Linked DNA regions of Mus musculus: region 1 is linked to region 2. Evidence: chromatin contacts called from public promoter capture Hi-C data. All regions are on one chromosome and are shown on one strand. The core of a region is the stretch at or near the end of the contact, and the rest is flanking DNA. Distances in the headings are between cores, read along the strand shown. Region 1 overlaps Nfat5 (nuclear factor of activated T cells 5). Region 2 holds the start of Cyb5b (cytochrome b5 type B).

Region 1 (4,547 bases), core at 1,390-3,889, 160 kb after region 2:
TCACTCCAATGGTTGGCTGCGTGCATCTGCATCTGTATTGGTCAGGCTCTGGCAGAGCCTCTCAGGAGAAAGCTATACCAGGCTTCTGTCAGCAAGCACTTCTTGGCATCAGTAATAGTGTCTGGGTTTGGTGTCTGCAGATAGGATGTATCCCTAGGTGGGGCAGTCTCTGGATGGCCTTTTCTTTCAGTCTCTGCTCCATTCTTTATCCCTTCATTTTCTTTTTCAGTAGAAATTCTGGATTAATATTTTTGAAGTGGGTGGGCAGCCCCATCCCTCAAAATAATTGAATTCTAGAAGCTGGGTTTTTTTTTTCCTTCTTTGTACATTTGAACATTCTTTAGGTTATAAATGGAGCATAATTTAACTGTACTTTTTGCTAAAAGGAAGATATTTATTATAGATCTTTAGATATGCTAGGCATGCTAGCATATACCTTTAATCCTAGCATTTGGGAGGCAGAAGCAGGCAGATCTCTGAGTTTGATGCTAGCTTGGTCTATAAGAAGGCCAACCAGAGCTGCATATTGAGACCTTGTTTCAGTATAGAACCAAACAGTCTTTAGGCAATATGAAAATACTAAGAAAAAAGTAAAAATTTCTTTTCAAATATATTATGTGTGTGTGTGTGTGTGTGTGTGTATTACATAAATAGGACTCTTGATTTATTTTTGAGACAGGATCTTGTATTGTCCTTGCTGGGTTGTATTCACTGTGTAGACCAGGTTGAACTTGAACTTGTGGTGACCCTCCTGCCTCTGCCTCCCAAGTACTGGGATAGTGGCTGAGCTCTGCTATATCTATTTATTTTATATTTGATTACATGTGAGAAGTGGAGGTACATGAATGTGTGTACAGGTGTCACTGGGGGCCAGAAGGGGAAATCAGATCCCCTAAGGTTGTAGTTAACATGGTTATGAGATGCCCAGCCTGGGTATTGGGAAATGAAGTTGGTTCTCTGATAGAGCTGTACATAGTTCAAGTACTTTTAACCTGCGAGTCATCTTTTCAGCCCTAGATTTTTTTTTTGGAATAATTTTACACTGTTTATAGCCTGCTTTACTTAATAGTTTGTTACAGAGTGGACATTTGATGTGGTCCAAATCTGTGTTTTTAATGACTAATCTATCATGATATGATTTGAGTCATTATTTATCACTCTTGCATTGATGACATTTACATTTAGGGTGTTTCCAGTTCTCTTTTCATAAACAGTACTGTAGAGAACAATTTTACACATGTATTTAACTGTATTTATAAATGGCTAGAACTGATCATATAGGTTTGAAATACAGCTGCTCAGAAGACTGAAGCAGTAGAATTTAAAGTTTAAGGCTAGCTGGGCAAACATTGAGTTCCCTGACAGCCTCAGCTGTTGAGTGAAACCATTGAACAAAACAAAACAAAAAGGAAAAGAAAATTCCAGGTTCAAATATATATTTTTCTAGATCTATTTTTGCCTATACCAAACTAAGGTTTTGATATAATTTGAGATTTGTATATATGTGTACTTCCTAAATATGAATGCATGGAATAACTGACAAATGTTGGTTATTTTATTGATCAACTTTTAAAATTATGACCTTTGCCTAGTCCTCTCTTCCCATGTTATAGTAAAATATCTGAGGAGGGAGCTGAAATGAAATGATGTTTGCCAAATAGATACTTGACTCAACACTTGTATTATGGGCACAGCTTCTGAGAACTACTGTGCATGCCACCTTTCCTTTCACTTGTTATTCTGAGACAGCCTTAGCAGATTGTCCAGGCTCCTCTAGAATTCACTCTGTGACCTAGTCAAGCTTTAAACTTTTGAATACTCCTGTTTCCACCACTATAGTATCCAGGATTCTATTAATGACACTAGTAATTCTGAGAATACAAGAGTGGTTTGATCCTAAACTGTCTAGTATGTAGAATCAGAAATAAGGATGAGATAAGATGGTAAACTGATATAAGTTCATTATTAGAAGAAAATGCACCATTAAATTATATGTATGGGTGTTTTGCCTGCATATATATATGGTGCCTGCAGGAGGCCAGAAGAGGGCTTCAGATCCTCTGGAACTAGACTTACAGATGATTATAAGCTACCAGGGTGCTGAAAATTGAACCTAGGTCCTCTGGAAAAAACAATTAAATACTCTTTAATTACTGAGCCATCTTTCTAATCCTCGAGATATTACATTTTGTATAGTGAAAGAACACAAGCTTTCCAAGCTTCATGATTCATGCCTATAATCCCAGTAGAGGCAAGAAAATTGGGAGTTCAAGGTTATCCTCAGCTACATAGTCAGTTTGAGAGCAGCCTGAGTTGTATGAAACTTAGTCACAAATAAAATGCTCTGAAAAGTAAAGTCATTATTGTTGTTGTTATTGTTATATTACTATGTATATGATGGCAGGGGGCACCTGTGCCATGGCACAGATATGGAAGTCAGAAGACAATATTTTAAAATCAGCTCCTTCCTTCTCTTATGTTTCATCTGGGGATCAAACTGAAGTCAAAAATTTTTATTGTAACCTAGTCCCTCATTAGAGCCATTTTTTTTCTTTCTAGATGCTGATTTTAGCTATAATTAATGGAGTACTGAATTTACTTCAGTCTTCTAGTTGTTCATTAACCTATTTGTACTTGACTACTTTAGCAAATTCACAGAAATTTATCACTTGTTAGTTGAAACTGCCAAGAACTGGAATCTGGTTGCTAGTGTATCTTGCCAAATGAATTGATTTGAGAAAAGTTACTTTGTATTAACAAGTAGGATTGTTTAGTTTAAGACTTCTTTTTTTCTTTTCTACTCATAACTCTTTAGGCCTAAGAAAGTTTTATATGACTCTATAGGTATATGAAGTCAATATACAGATCTAACATTTACTGCTAATAAATCAATAGATTTATTTTAAAAAATTATTTGGTATATGTATATGTAATTTTACTGTTTATTAAATACAAAAGAAAATTTGCATATTAATGAGATGAATGTTATTATCTTTGCATAAGAGTTAAATTTTGGCTGAATTTTGATACCACAGAGTGTAGAGCACATTCAGTGTTTTTTCAGAGCTGATTGATATTTTGATTTTGTAATCTTCAATGCAAGAATACACCTTGGCATAATACATAGTACAAAATAGTAAAACTATGTTTAGTACCATTTCAAAAATAGTTGGAAATTGTCTTAATCTCAAGCTAAAAGTCATTTAATGACTTTTTACCTGATGTTCAAATCAAACTTAATTTTAGGGAAATATAGTTAATACCTCTGTCTTTTTTTTTTTTTTTTCCTCTCAAATTTTATTTGTTTGTTTGGTTTGGTTTTTTTGAGACAGGGTTTCTCTGTGTAGTCCTGCTGTCCTGGTAGATCAGGCTGGCCTTGAACTCAGAGATCCACTAGCCTCTGCCTCCCTAGTGCTGGGCTAAAGGTATGTGCTTCCATACCCAGCATTTTCACCTTTTTGTTGTTGTTAAGATTTAAAAATTTTAATTTTATTTATGTGTGTGTGTTTGCCTGTCTGTTTGTAGGTATGTGCACATGTGTATTGTATGTATGTCTATAGAGACCAGAGATGCCAGGTCCTTCTGGAACTAGAATAATAGGTCTGACATAAGTGCTAGCAACCAAATTTCAGTCCTCTGGAAGAGCAATACATACTATCTTTCCAGCCCCAAGGACACTTTTTTAGAGATTTATTTTTATTATTTCTGTGTATGTGTCTGTGTGAATGTATGTCCATATGTGTGTGCAGGTGTCCATGGGGACCAAAGAGGACACTAGCTATAGAGTGGTCCTTTACAACTGGGATTACAGGCAGTTGAGAGCCACCCAACATGGATGCTGGGAACTTAACTCTAGTCCTCTGCAGAGCAGTGAGGGGACTTAACTGCTGAATAATCTCTTCAGCTCCAATATAATTTTACTTTAAAAAATTGAATTAACAATTAATGGATTTTCTACAGATAACTGAGCAAGTCTCTTTACCATCTACATACACATACTTTTTAAAAAAGTTTTCTTAAACGTATCCTGCTTTAATACATTTTAAAGCAAGTCTAGGCTGGGAGTGGTAGTCACACCTTTACACCTTTAGGTACAGCACTTTGGAAGCAGAGACAGGAAGATATCCCTGTGAGTATAGGATCTCTGTGAGTGTGAGGTTAGCCTGGTCTGCAAAGCCAGTTCTAGGCTATCCAGAGCTATCTAGTACGGTCCTGTCTTTAAAAGAAAAAAGGAGGGCTGGAAAGATGGCTCAGCAGTTAAGAGCACTGACTGCTCTTTCCAGAGGTCCTGAGTTCAATTCCCAGCAACCACATGGTGGCTCACAACCATCTGTAATGGGGTCTGATGCCCTCTTCTGGTGTGTCTGAAAACAGCTACATACTCATCATATATATAAAATAAATAAATAAAATCTTTAAAAATAAATAAATAAGTAAGTAAAAGAAAAAAGGGAAAAGAAAAGAAAGAAGAAAGAGCTGGATGGTGGAGGCAGAGGCAGGTGGATCTCTGAGTTCAAGGCCAGCTTGGTCTATTAAGCAAGTTACGG
Region 2 (4,486 bases), core at 698-3,197:
GCCCTAAATTCAACCACGTATAACTTTCTGGATTTTTTTTTTGGAAATCTTACTGCCTCACAAATTTTATAATAGGGTCTGTGGGAGAATGGCGATACAAGAAGCAAGCTCTTTGCTCTGTGTTTCATTTTCACTGTTTTGTAGGGATATGCAGTTTACAAATCTGTGTGCTCACTCCTACATGCACAAGGAAGCTGGAGGAGTGGTCACGTGTCTTCATCTGTCATTCCTCTTCAGGTTCCCTGAAAGAAAGTCTCTCCCTGAACTTGGGGCTTGCTGTTTTCAGCTCTACCAGATGGCCAGCAAGCTCTCAGGAGCTGCCTTCCTCCACCACCACCCCAGAACTAGAATTACAGGCATAGGAAGGCCTGCCGGGCTTTTACTGCCGAGGGAGGGAATGGTTAAGTCGTCACTTTTGCTCAGCAAGTGCTCTGAGTCTCTACTGTGGTGCCTTTCCCCTGTGCTGGCTGGTTTTGTGTGTCAATTTGATGCAGGCTGGAGTTATCACAGAGAAAGGAGCTTCAGTTGGGGAAATGCCTCCATGAGATCCGGCTGTAAGGCATTTTCTCAATTAGTGATCAAGTGGAGAGGGCCCATTGTGGGTGGTGCCATCCCTGGGCTGGTAGTTGTGGTTCTATAAAAGTGCAGGCTGAGCAAGCCAGGGGAAGCAAGCCTATAAAGAACATCCCTCCATGGCCTCTGCATCAGCTCCTGCTTCCTAACCTGCTTGAGTTCCAGTCCTGACTTCCTTGGTGATGAACAGCAATGTGGAAGTGTAAGCTGAATAAACCCTTTCCTCCCCAACTTGCTTCATGGTCATGATGTTTGTGCATAGAATAGAAACCCTGACTAAGACAATGGCTTATAACCTGCAAGCATAATAAACCTTCTACTTCTCCAGCTGGTTTTGGTCAGTATTTATGAGAGCCATCAGAGCAAACTACAGTACATAGTTTGTGTAATTAGGAACTTAGGTTATGGAAAGTAGACATGGTGGTGTCCTTTTAAGCCAGCACATGGGAGGCAGAGGCCTCTGAGTTCCAGGACAACCAGGCTTACATACTGATACATTTCTAAACAAACAAACAAACAATAAAATATTAGTGAAAGAGGTTGCAAATAGTTTACAGAGTCATGAGTGCTAGGTTGTGAAGTAACACCGTGAAACATTTTAGGATGATCAGCCTCTTAGTTTTCACCGCAATTAAAGAGAAAGGCTCGCAACCTTGCACATTAACTTAGAATTCCAAATTACCTAGACTTTTAGCAAGGGTCATTTGAAGTAAATCCTATTTTAGGCCATTTAGAAACTAAAACAGTGTAGATGAGCCCTGATCACTGAAGAATTCAGTTAGAGATTGTTTTGTCAGTAGTGGAAGAAACTTAGGACATCTACCCTTGCCCCAACTGCTGTCCTAAGGCCTTGTACCTAAGAGCCATGGAGTCCAACGCCACTTGTGATTTACACAGTGGATTGCTGGGCTCACGCCTCTCTTAGCACACTCTCTTTAACACACATCCCAAACCTCTGGGCAAGGAAGGTAGAGGTCACCACACCCATTTTAATTGTTGAGCCTTTTGGAGCCTAAAGGGAACCAGTCTGGGGGACAGCAAAGCTTGTAACCCCGGGGGCTGCAATTCTGGATGGGAAGATCAAGGGAAAATGCGGGTCCGTTCATTCGGGGACCCAGGGTGGCAGGAAGGGAAAAGAGACGCTGGAAACCGGCTCTTTTCTTTTAGGGCCGGGCCTGCCCATGGGCCGAGCAGAGAGAATGCTCTCCTGTGGTGACACTTGTCACCCGGCCACGTTTAGGCGCTGGTCCAAAATCACGATATCTGATTGGCAAGGTTGGAGGGGCTGGTCGACGCCGATTGGCCAGTCGGACGTCGGACCAGGTTTACCCGGTTACGGAAGCCGAGGAGGACCCAGCGCGGGCCGGCAAGTCAAGGAAGTTAGCGGTGGAAGCCCAGATAGCGGCGGAGAGGGCTTCGGATCCCATGGCGACCCCGGAGGCCAGCGGCAGTGGCGAGAAGGTCGAGGGCTCCGAGCCCTCCGTCACCTACTACCGGCTGGAGGAGGTGGCGAAGCGAAACTCGGCGGAAGAGACGTGGATGGTGATCCACGGGCGAGTCTACGATATCACCCGCTTCCTCAGCGAGGTGCGGGCCGGGGAGGCGGGAGGCCTCCGCGCGCTGCCGGGGTGGGGGTGGGGAGAGGCCACGCGTGGCTGTCCGGCGCCCGGAAGGAACCGTGACCCTCGGAGGGGCTGCAGTCTCAGCCTCGACTGACAACGTGCGTTTCTCAATGCATGGAGCACTTGCAGGATGCTAGATCACACGCCAGGCCATCAACCCGTTTCCCATAAAGAGAAACTGAGGCTCACGGAGGCCGGGAGCTCTCAAGGGCACACACTTAACGACCTAATCGAGCCCAGTTCAGAACTGCTCCTTTCCAGGAAGTATGCCTTAGAAAGCAGTGCTTTGGGGGGCTTTTATTTTCTAGAGGAGAAGGCAGTTTTTTTAAAAAGTAAAAACAATTAAATTTTGTATGTGGGGGGGGTGGGGGTGGGGGTGGGGGCATCTGCATCTGCGTTTGGTGCCAGAGGTCAGAACCCCAGGAGCTGGATAAGAGGAGGTTGTGAGCCTCCTGATGTGGGTGTTGGGTACTGGATCTTCCGAGAAAACAGAACATGTGCACATGTGCTCTTATCCAGTGAGCTGAGATTCCTCCCACCCCTGTTCCTGGTTAGGCAGTAGAGTGTGTGGGGTGTGTGTGTGTGTGTGTGTGTGTCCGTGGAACTTTTATGTAGAGCAGGCTGGCTTCGAACTCAGGGATCCTTCTGCCTCTGCCTTCTGAACGCTGGGGTTAAATGTGTGGGCCACCAACACCTGGCTTTCAACCCTTTTGTTAGTGCTTCAAATCAAATCTTATTACTCAAGATCTCTTTGAGACTGTTGGGCCACAGATAATTTTCCTCTTTGTGACAGGGCGTTTTTCAGCTTATTACATAGTCTCTGTAGACCTTGAACTTCTAATCTTCCTGTATATGCCTTTCTAGGGATCAGATCGCTCATGCTTATTAGGCAAACACTGTCAACTATATTACACCTCTAGCTGGGGTTTGACAAGTGTATTTGACCATGTAGTCACTACAGTAAGGAAAAAGAACATTTCACCCCACTAAGATGTTACTCTCTTGTTCCTTTGCTGACTGTCAATCTTTTTTTTTTTTTTTTTCCAAGACAGGGTTTCTCTGTGTAGCCCTGGCTGTCCTGGAACTCACTCTGTAGACCAGGCTGGCCTCAAACTCAGAAATTTGCCTGCCTCTGCCTCCCAAGTGCTGGGATTAAAGGCGCCACCACTGCCCAGCCTAAAGATTCTTTTTTTTTTTTTAAAGATTTATGCATTTATTTATTATGTGTAAGTACACTGTAGCTGTTTTCAGACGCACCAGAAGAGAGCATCTGATGTGAGCTACCATGTGGTTGCTGGGATTTGAACTCAGAACCTTTGGAAGAACAGTCAGTGTTCTTAACCACTGAGCCATTTCTCCAGTTCTTGTTTTCTCTCTCTCTCTCTCTCTCTCTCTCTCTCTCTCTCTCTCTCTCTCTCTTTTTTTTTTTTTTTTTTTTTGGTTTATCGAGACAGGGTTTCTCTGTGTAGCCCTGGCTGTCCTGGAACTCACTCTGTAGACCAGGCTGGCCTCGAACTCAGAAATCCGCCTGCCTCTGCCTCCCGAGTGCTGGGATTAAAGGCGTGTGCCACCACGCCCGGCTTTTTCCTCCTTTTAAAACAATGTTTTTTTGGCTTGAACCCAGGGCCTTAGATGAGTACAGGGCAAACACTGAACCAAACCCCTTATGCCCCCAGCCTAGCTGTTTGCTGTATCAATTGTTATTTTGAGATAGGATCTTATATAACCTAGAATTCCTGGTTCTTCTTCCTCTACCTCCCAAGCACTAGAATTATGGCTGTGTAATGTCAATCTTGGGCCAACATTTTGTTGTTGTTTGTTTGTTTGTTTGTTTGACACAGGGCCTTTCTACACAGCCCTGGCTGTCCTGGAACTCACGATGTAGACCAGACTGGCCTCGAACTCACAGAGATCTGCCTGCCTCTGCCGCTTGAGTGCTGAGATTAAAGGTGGCCCAGCTTCATTTTTAAATAACTGGTTGAGAGCAACATAGATAGACGTAACTATTATATTAATATGGATACCAGAAACAGTTTCTGTGACATTCTGATCATATATAATTGTCTGATGAGTGATGGAGCCTAGCTTAGAAGATTCCTTGATTTCTTTTGCCCATATCTTATTACTTCAAAATACTAGTCTTAACACTTGTTTTCTGGTATTTGTCTTTTAATACATTTACTGTTAAAGCATAGTATATAGACAGTCCATGTCCCAGAATTTCTTGATTGATTGAGCATAGATAGTGGGTTCGGAAGGACCCAGATAAGGGGACATTGCCAGCCTATTTC

The links. Promoter capture Hi-C pulls out the DNA fragments that hold promoters and counts their contacts.
Region 1: a promoter capture Hi-C map of liver shows a contact between it and region 2. The contact joins the enhancer-like site here to the promoter of Cyb5b in region 2. A contact is called at or near these places in 16 of 39 promoter capture datasets (the 3T3-L1 cell line, the C10 cell line, the HPC-7 cell line and 11 more), 2 of 15 datasets of contacts at CTCF or cohesin (CD8 T cells and the NIH/3T3 cell line), 8 of 484 Hi-C or Micro-C datasets (the AML12 cell line, B cells, bone marrow-derived macrophages and 5 more), 42 of 115 datasets of contacts at active chromatin or transcription factors (the 230-238 cell line, CD8 T cells, DN3 thymocytes and 31 more) and 3 of 9 other capture datasets (adipose tissue, liver and pancreatic islet).

The regions. Positions count from the first base shown.
Region 1 is chr8:107,309,407-107,313,953 of GRCm38.p6, forward strand. The region is part of intron 2 of Nfat5 (nuclear factor of activated T cells 5); the gene reads left to right. Among named protein-coding and RNA genes, the nearest start is that of Nfat5, 18 kb to the left of the region's middle. Within about 2 kb of position 2,640, at least 1 of the 459 cell types and tissues checked has an H3K27ac peak or open chromatin away from gene starts, as enhancers often do. A contact at or near this core is called in liver, where this site is marked.
Region 2 is chr8:107,148,714-107,153,199 of GRCm38.p6, forward strand. It overlaps Cyb5b (cytochrome b5 type B), which reads left to right and starts at 1,948. Exons shown (of 5, transcript NM_025558.5): 1 at 1,948-2,160. The coding sequence starts at 1,999.